Regions from separate parts of the Mus musculus genome. Here all the other regions are linked to region 2. A link is a contact called in public HiChIP or PLAC-seq data. All regions are on one chromosome and are shown on one strand. Each heading gives the region's core, a stretch centred on a gene start, on an enhancer-like site or on the middle of the called end of the contact. The rest is flanking DNA. Distances are from core to core; before and after follow the strand shown. Region 1 has its middle 14 kb from the start of Mb21d2. Region 2 holds the start of Plaat1 (phospholipase A and acyltransferase 1). Region 3 overlaps Mb21d2 (Mab-21 domain containing 2).

Region 1 (2,748 bases), core at 133-2,632, 270 kb after region 2:
CAATGTGATGCTAAGTTTCAAGAACCAGCATGGTGAAGCTCAGCCTAGGCATTTGGTCAAACATCAGCCTAGGTATTTGGTCAAACATTAATCTAAGTGTTTGTTGGATGAATATTTTGTAAACATAGTTAACATCTACAATGATTTGAGTTCAAGGCAGTCGCCCTACATGAATGCTCTCCCAAACATTTCTGCTATGATCCTCTTTTATGCAAGGCATTTCCACATGAGCTCAGGTATACAAAATAGGTACATAAGTCAAACCTGTATTGATAATAAATCACCAAGAAATTTGTTCTAAGGCAAATCTTGAGTATCCATGTAATTTTACCGTTTATGAAACATGAAAACAAATTTGCATACTAATGAGACGGTTGTGCTTGTTGATTTCTACATAAAGAAGTAAATCTCGGCTGAATATTTGATCCTGCAGGTTGTTTTTCAGAGTTAATTGATATTTTGATTTTATAATCATCAATGCTGAGAACATTGCTTCTCATAAAAAAAACAAAATAAAAAACATGGCAGAAATGTGTTAGGGACATTTCGGAAATTGTGGGAGATTCTGCCTTAATCCCAAGGCAAAATTCATTTCACGAGTTTTCATGAAACCCAAAGTTAGCGGATCAAACAGCAATTTTTAAAATTAAACACTCAAGTCAGTCCAATCCCATCCAAAGATATATGAATTTGACATTTACATGCTGAGGCATGATGGTGGAAAAATATTAAAAAGTCTTTATTTTCTGTAACAAAACCATTGTGTTTCTGTAAGAGCAGAAAACTGAGTATGCAGTTAAAACAGCAGAGCTTTTACCATGCGATGGTTGCCTATCTGAGTCCTGGCACTTAGAGCAAGCTCTGTCTGTGTTCCCATCCCTTGCTCAAAGCCTCTTCTCCGTCCAATACTCTCTTGCAGCCCCCTTTCCAGGTCCACAGAGTATAGTCCACTCATACCCATTACATCCAAATAAACACTGTGGGATCTGCATAGGAAAGAGAAGATGTGGTTTTTTGTCTTTCCAACAGAGTCTGGGTTATTGCCTGGACTATAATAGTTTCCTGACCCATCCATTTTCCTGCAAGTTTCATGATTTGGTTTTTCAATAAAGCCAAATAAAATTCGATTGCAACTATCACATATTCATTACAAATTACATCCTGGCAATGGTTTTAAATCTGAGTCAGGGTGTTTCAAGCAGTTTGTCCGTGTTGCTAGGTGTGAAAGCCTGCTCATTGCAAAGCACTTTTGTGTGCTTGAAAAGGTTAGCTCAGGAACTTTGGGAAAGTCATGGAACACTTGCCCCTCCCCCCCTAAGGGAGAGGCTAATTAGCATTCCTCAGACCACAGTGGGGGGCGGGGACCAACCTGCAGGTGAGGACACATTCCACAGGACTGACCATTGCCCACCTTCAGACAAGGGAAGTTCTTGCCACCTAAAGACCAATCAGTTTAAAAAGTCACACTGTTCTGCCAATCACATTGTGCCTAATGGCTGCTGCCCTGAAAACTGTATAAATAGCTCACTAAATGAGCAGCATGGGGTTGCTGTCTCTCCTTCGGGTCTGGGATGACCCCAGTGCACTGGAACAATAAATTCCTCTTGCTTCTTGTATCGATCCCTACGTGGTTCACTCAAGGGGTCCCCAGTAAGCTAAGGCTCGCCAGAGTCTTACATGCTCAGAACCAAGGGAGAAGTGAAGTTACATGAAGTAACCTGGGAGAATGCTGTTACAAATACTGGGAATTTAGTAGGAGTTTGATTTTAACTTACTTTTGGTTGCTCTGTGCTCAGAAACACTTTATTGTCAAAATTTTCATGATATCCCGTTTAGTTACTCAGTCCATATAGGAGTGCAGCTTTCAGTGTGGGGAGCAGGACCTATACAGTGTAGATGGATCATATTCAGCCAGCTGAGAGGTTCTGAAGACAACACCCGAGATTTGCAGCAGGGAATCACACAGCATGCAGTGTGATGTGTTCCCAGCCTGCTTCTGCCCCACCAGTTCCAGACTTGCCTGGTATAGCAGGTTGGACTTGTCAGTCCTCACAGCCGATGAGCCAATTTTTTAAAAAAACGAAATCTCTTCATGTAGGTGTGTTATCGATCTGGCTTTCTAGAAGAAGCTGTTACAGACAGAGATTAAATTTAGTAAATAACGCCAGTTTGTGATTAAATGATTGACCTGGCATGTAGGATCCAGTAGGACAAGAATCTTTTGTGTCCTCAGTGTCAAGCAAGGAAACTGCATACGATACAGTCTCAATAAGCGTTTGTTGTGGTAAAGAGGTGTTAAAAAAAAAAAAAGAATGCCATTGAAAATGCCATATTCTTTCATCCTAGCACACAAGAGGATCCAGAGGTGAGTTCCAAGCCAGCCTAGTCTACAGAGCAAGTTCCAGGCTGGTTTTGGCTGCATGGTTTTCGCTATTTGTTTTGAATATCCATCCTGCCTCTCTCTTTGGCTTAAAGGCCTGTTTATCAAGGATTAGGTAGGCTACACCTCACCTATGACTTTAATGACAAATGGTTCTGTAACATTGGTACATGTACCATTTTTGCCTGCTCCAGGAATGACAACCATGTGTTTGTTTCAAAAAGTTAATAACCATCTTGCAAACCTACCTTTGTTTCAAAAGGTTGTTCTAGCTACCTTATTATGATGACCCATTGCTACATCTGTCTTGTTATGACTACCTGGCAACCAATGTCTTTGTGTCAGGTCCTTATGACTAACCTGTTATG
Region 2 (2,700 bases), core at 162-2,661:
ATCTATGTGCTTTCCAGGACCACACATTAGGCAAAGAGCTACGAAGAGTTACCCAACAGCTCACATGCTCATCATATAGTGCTCAAGGAAGGCCAGCATGAATTCAATATTGTACAAGGATTTCATTTTCCAATTACAAAAACGGACTGCTCTGTTTATTGCACTACCTCAGATGCATCTGGGGAGGCATCAAAAGAAATAAGTGTACTGCACAGAGATGGTTATAGGGACATTTCATGAGTGCTATTCACGTCTACGAGACCGCCGGTCTTGTAGGATACCCAGGAGAGTGTTTCCCTGGCTCCCTCCAAAAATACTCGTGGAAGTGTGAAACATATTCACTACTGATCACTGGCTCCCCAGCCTCCAAGAGCCTCTCCATCCAATTTAGATAGGCTCCCATTTCCATCCACAGCCATGCTCCGCTGAGAGGAGAGGCTCCTGTGATGCTGTGTGTCTAGAGTGTCTTGCACTCAGATCCCGGAGCATGATGGATCCTATCCCAGAATTTACCCTGCACCTAAGAGCTTTCACTCTGGGACAAACTCATCATAAACCATCGCATCAAAACCATGCTTTGTTTCTTCCTAGGCTCCCTGGTACTGACTCCATCTTAATCTTGCCAAGATCTTGGCTCACTCTCTCACTCCACTATCTCTCTGTCTGCCATAATGACACCTCCTGAGTTCCCTGAAGCTCTATTTTCCTGAACCTGCGTCAGTAACTGGTGTCTGGGGACCTTCTCTGCTTTCCCAGATAGAGGGCTGTTTCTTGTTTATCTCTAGGCATCCCATTCCTAGTAGAGAGAGAGACACAAATACCTGCCTAGTAAATGTTAAATGAATACAGGAGCCAAGAACTCGAGACCTGTTCACGGCTTTCAGAACACAAGTCATAATCATAGTACTAAAAGCCAAGATAATATCACTGTCCCCCGTTCCAGGATCTAAGACAAACGTGGTCACTCTGGTAGTCACTTCAGTGAGCTGAGAAGTCTGCTCTGCCCAGCAGATTGAGTTTCCAGTATCTGTTCGGCCACTCAACAGTTTCCAAGCCTTGGAAAGCAGGGTCTCTTGTTCTCCTGCTCCCATTTATAAAAAAAGAGGAGGCTGGGTTTTAGTCAGCAGCTGTTTCACCTTTGAACTTTGCGACGGGCAGAAACAAGGTTGCCTAGCGCCTAGAGCGCATCCATTCCCTCCCCCAACGCACCTCCCTGCTCAAGCTGGGTTGTCTTAGTGCCCTGGAGGCAGTGACGGGCTTCCCGGGTTCTCCACGGGCTCGCTGCGGTGCCGCTAGCAGACCCTGGGTGACTCCATCCGCATCGCCCTGAGGCCAAGGCCACAGCCAAGGCCACCACAGCCTCCCTCCGCTGCGTCAACGCCAGCGTCCGCGCGCCGCGCCACCTCTGATCCCTCCGCGGGTTCCTGGCGCGCGCCTGCCAGACTGCATCCTGGGGTCCCTGGCGCCTACCCCTGGTCTTTGGAGCTCGGCCCAGACCCGCGCCCTCCCCGCCACCCAAATCCTCCAAGCACGCCTCAGGCATGGGATCCCCGGATTCTCCTTGCACACAACAGGCTCCATCGCCACCCCCACCCCCAGAACCTCTGTGCCCACGACAGACTTGGACCCCCAAAATCCTAGGCACCCTCCAGAGGTCGAGGCTCCCCCATTTCCTCTGCTAGTCCCCAGCCTGCTTGGGGAGTCCCTACCTTGGAGACTGGTCACCTGACACTGAAGCCCTCAAGCTGGCTGTAACAGACACACAAATCGCCTGCTCACAGCTCAGTTCCAGCCCAGTGCCTGCTTGGTTTCTTTCTCCCAGCAACCGGGACCTTCCTGAGACAAACTTTTGTGGTAACAGACTCTGCCATGCTAGGTGCTACAGTTTTAAGGATGGCTTGTCTTGTGCAGAGTCCAGAAATGTTTAGGGATAGTCCTCATAGATAAACAATACACCATGTCCACGCTGGACACCGATTCCTTATGGGACAAATTTTTTTCCCTCTGCTCTGCACTCCAAAGAAACTTCTCCCTCTTTGACTCAACGAAGAGTGGAAGATGTATTGCTTTAGAAAAGCCCATGACTCATACAGTCCTACATGAGTGCCCACAAAATAGCCCTTCTTAGAACCCAGAACCCAGGGGGTCAAAGAAGATACACTGACTAGCTACTTGGACAAAAATCAACGTAAGTATGAGGAGAGGGGAGGAGGAGGAGGAGATAGGGCAAATGGGGATCCTCCATTCCCTAGACCTCAGGGTGCTTCCTTCCCAAGCAGGGGAAATGGGGGAAATTACCTAGCTTGGGATGGGATGGAGCTGGCCTTCATTAAGAACCAGAGGCAGCGTTCCCTCCCTTGCCCTGCCCTGAAAAGCCCTGGATCTGGACAGAATAGGTTCCGTTCTCTGCTTCACTCCTGACTCATGACACAGCGATCCTGCCTTTTCAGGCCAGACAGACTTCAGAACCACAGCCGCCGAGGTTAAAAATAGAGCTGGAAATGGTGAGGATCCTCTTTCTCCTGGCTTAACAGAGTGCCCAGGAACTCCAGCCAGCTAAGCTGGGAAGGATGGGCAGACTGCTCCGTGAGCTTTTCTGGGAGCGACCCAGGACTTTGCTAAAACTAGTCATGTCTAGATTTGTCCACTGGCAGACATGGGATTGCAACCAAAAGACACCATACAAAAGCTTTGTAGCTG
Region 3 (2,700 bases), core at 22-2,521, 330 kb after region 2:
CCCCTCAAACCCCCCTTCCCCCAGTTCATTCACATTCCTAGCAGAGACCACATGAGTACGTCTGCCCCATAGAACCCATGCAGTAGGAGCCATCAATGTCCCTGACTTGGGAAGAGAAGATGGGGGAGGTTTGTTCCTTCCCTGGACTAGTTTGACCTTGTTCTGCTTTGATCCTTCCCACTGTTGGCAGACTGTGCCCCTGACCCCAACTGCAGTGAATCAATCCTGGCTTGGCGCTACCCCAAACGCCTGGGGCTGGATAAAACTTTGCCCACACTGGCTATACGTTCCTCTGAGCTGCTCCGCTGTTCAAGTCTGTTGATATTTCCTCGAAAACTCTGGCTCCACAGCTGTCACTGGGTACTTGATTTATTTGACATTCAGTTTGTCTTGCTTTGTGTTGGACACTTGAGGGCGAATTGGGAGGAGATTTTAATATTGCCCTCTTGGAGCTCGTAGGAGAATACTACCTTTAAAGGCGTCTCTTTATTTTAAAGCGCCAGACAATAGCTTTAGTATAGCCACAGAATGGTCCGTTGCTGTTATCCATCCCTGCGATTAGCATCCTCTTCTCTCCTCCCCCCAGGCAAGCCTTGGCAACAACAACTGGCAGTTTCTAGTCGACTTTTAAAGACAGAATCCCTCTCTTCTGAACATCTTGCCTACTAGACTTATGATTCATGCCATACGCAGCCTCCTGTGTGTCTGCCTCCTTTTACTTGGCATGGTGTTTCTGGTGTATCTGGTAACTGACCACATTTTTCTTTGCAGGAGCGGTATTTTTGAGTGTGTGTGCATGTGTGTGTGTGTGTGTGTGTGTGTGTGTGTGTTTCATAGGTCCTTGAGATTTCCCAGAGGTTCATTGATCTTCATAATTACCCTACTCTGTGGGTGTGACCGTTATCACCCATTTGGGATAAGGGAAAAAGTGTGAACGGGTTACATAGCTGACAGTGGGTTGATAAGCTTGGTCCAACTGCGGACTATGCGCTTGAACGTCACACCATGAGCTCAGAAGCTAGAGTATACAAGGTATTTTAATGTGACTTACAGTGGCAAAGTCATGGTGGTCCAGAGGAAAACACTGTGGGGTTCCTTAGCTCAGACCTGTGATTTAGACACTCTGGGACATACTCGGTAGTACTGGACTGATTCTTACCACCTTGGGTTACTGTATAGAGCAGCAGATTTAGGGCTAGAGGAGTAACGCAGAGCTGGGTGGGGCTCCCCCTGCTCTGTCAGGAGGCCGCACGCAGAGCTGAATCAGCTCTGGGAGGGGCTGTGCTGGAGGCCAAAGGTTTCCAGACATTAAGTGTACCTGGGTGGGTTGAGGCGAGCAGAGACTTGAGAGCAGGCAGCATTCTTCTCCGGAATATAGATGTGTTCACACCCATCATTAAAACACATCCAGGTCATCACACACAGCCTACATGGTTAGGAACTGAGGCGTGTGGTTGGTGGACACCATGTCTGAGAGCTTTGCACCTCAACGAGAAGAGTCCACGGGAGGGATCCCTTGCAGTCTGTGTTGAAACACCCTGCCCGTGTCTATTTAAGTCTCTGCGGCTCTGCTTAATCACGTGGGGTCGTCTCAGCCCTTTCATATATCGTAATGTCTGCCCTCCAGGAGATGAGATGGTATCTCTACGCCTAGTCTGGTTCAGTGGAGTCCAGGAAGTTATTTTGCGACGTAATAGTTCTGTTGGTGTCAGTTCAGTTATTCATTCAGCAAATATTTAAAGGCCTCTTTCGTGTTAGGAACTTCCATCGCTTTGTGTGTGCATAGACACGTGTGTACACTTGCATGAGGAGGCCAGAGGGCGGCCTTGATTATCATTCCTCATGGAGGCCTGCTTGTTCACCAGGAGACTGTGTTTCTTGATTACCTTGTTTCCCCAGACAGGGTCTCTGTCTGGCCTGATCCTGGGTTAGGCTGGACAGCCATCCTCCTCCAAAGCTGGAATTCCAGGTGTGAGTCACCACGCCTGGCTTTCCTGTGGAGTCTAGGGATTGGACCCGGCTCCCCATGTAGGCGGTGCAAGCTCTTTCCCCCTTGACTGAGCTATCTCCAGCCCTGTGCCTGGAATTATTCTAAGCTCCTTCGAACAAAATAGAGATGGACCTTCTGGTGTCTTAGATCTTAGTCATTTTAGGATAGGGAAATAAGCAATAAGAATAGCACAGAAATTATGGCTTTAAAATGTAATACAATAAATATTATGGATAAAAGGAAAAACTGTAAAGGGAATATAGTCTGGTTAAAATTTTAAAACAGTTTTTATTCTTTGACAATTCCACACATGTATAAAGTGGATGATCATCTCTGCCCTGTCTATCCACCATTACCCCCTCCCAACGCTCCTTACTCTGTGACCATCCCAAGTTCATATCTTCTGTGATTTTTCTTTTTTCTCTATTTCTCTCTCTCTTCCCTCCCTCCTTCCTTCATCCTCCCCTCCCTTTTTTCCTATCCTCCCCCCTCTCTCTGTCCCACACCTCTTTCTTTCTTTTTTTCTTTAGTTTTTTTTTTTTTTTTTTTTTTTAAGACAGGGATTCTCTGCATAGCCCTGGCTGTTTCTGAACTTGCTCTGTAGATCAGACTGGCTTCAGACTCAGAGATCCACCTCCCTCTCCCTCCCAAGTGCTGGGATTAAAGGCGTGAACCACTACTGCCTGGCTACTTTCTTCTTGTTAATAATC

The links. HiChIP or PLAC-seq counts read pairs in DNA pulled down with a chosen protein or histone mark.
Region 1: a contact with region 2 is called in an H3K27ac HiChIP or PLAC-seq map of embryonic stem cells, with 3 times the contacts expected there. The contact joins the enhancer-like site here to the promoter of Plaat1 in region 2. A contact is called at or near these places in 9 of 39 promoter capture datasets (cranial neural crest, frontonasal cranial neural crest, hematopoietic stem and progenitor cells and 5 more), 8 of 484 Hi-C or Micro-C datasets (Sertoli cells, cerebellum, cerebral cortex and 4 more), 12 of 115 datasets of contacts at active chromatin or transcription factors (cardiomyocytes, embryonic forebrain, embryonic hindbrain and 4 more) and 1 of 9 other capture datasets (adipose tissue).
Region 3: a contact with region 2 is called in an H3K4me3 HiChIP or PLAC-seq map of neural tube, with 5 times the contacts expected there. The contact joins the enhancer-like site here to the promoter of Plaat1 in region 2. A contact is called at or near these places in 2 of 39 promoter capture datasets (embryonic stem cells and hippocampal neurons), 1 of 484 Hi-C or Micro-C datasets (the HL-1 cell line), 3 of 115 datasets of contacts at active chromatin or transcription factors (SST interneurons, embryonic stem cells and neural tube) and 1 of 9 other capture datasets (liver).

The regions. Positions count from the first base shown.
Region 1 is chr16:28,942,060-28,944,807 of GRCm38.p6, reverse strand. No RefSeq gene overlaps it. Among named protein-coding and RNA genes, the nearest start is that of Mb21d2, 14 kb to the right of the region's middle. Within about 2 kb of position 1,382, at least 4 of the 459 cell types and tissues checked have an H3K27ac peak or open chromatin away from gene starts, as enhancers often do. A contact at or near this core is called in embryonic stem cells, where this site is marked.
Region 2 is chr16:29,208,819-29,211,518 of GRCm38.p6, reverse strand. It overlaps Plaat1 (phospholipase A and acyltransferase 1), which reads right to left and starts at 1,411. Exons shown (of 4, transcript NM_001357092.1): 1 at 1,210-1,411.
Region 3 is chr16:28,878,407-28,881,106 of GRCm38.p6, reverse strand. The region is part of intron 1 of Mb21d2 (Mab-21 domain containing 2); the gene reads left to right. Among named protein-coding and RNA genes, the nearest start is that of Mb21d2, 50 kb to the left of the region's middle. Within about 2 kb of position 1,271, at least 56 of the 459 cell types and tissues checked have an H3K27ac peak or open chromatin away from gene starts, as enhancers often do. A contact at or near this core is called in embryonic stem cells, liver and neural tube, where this site is marked.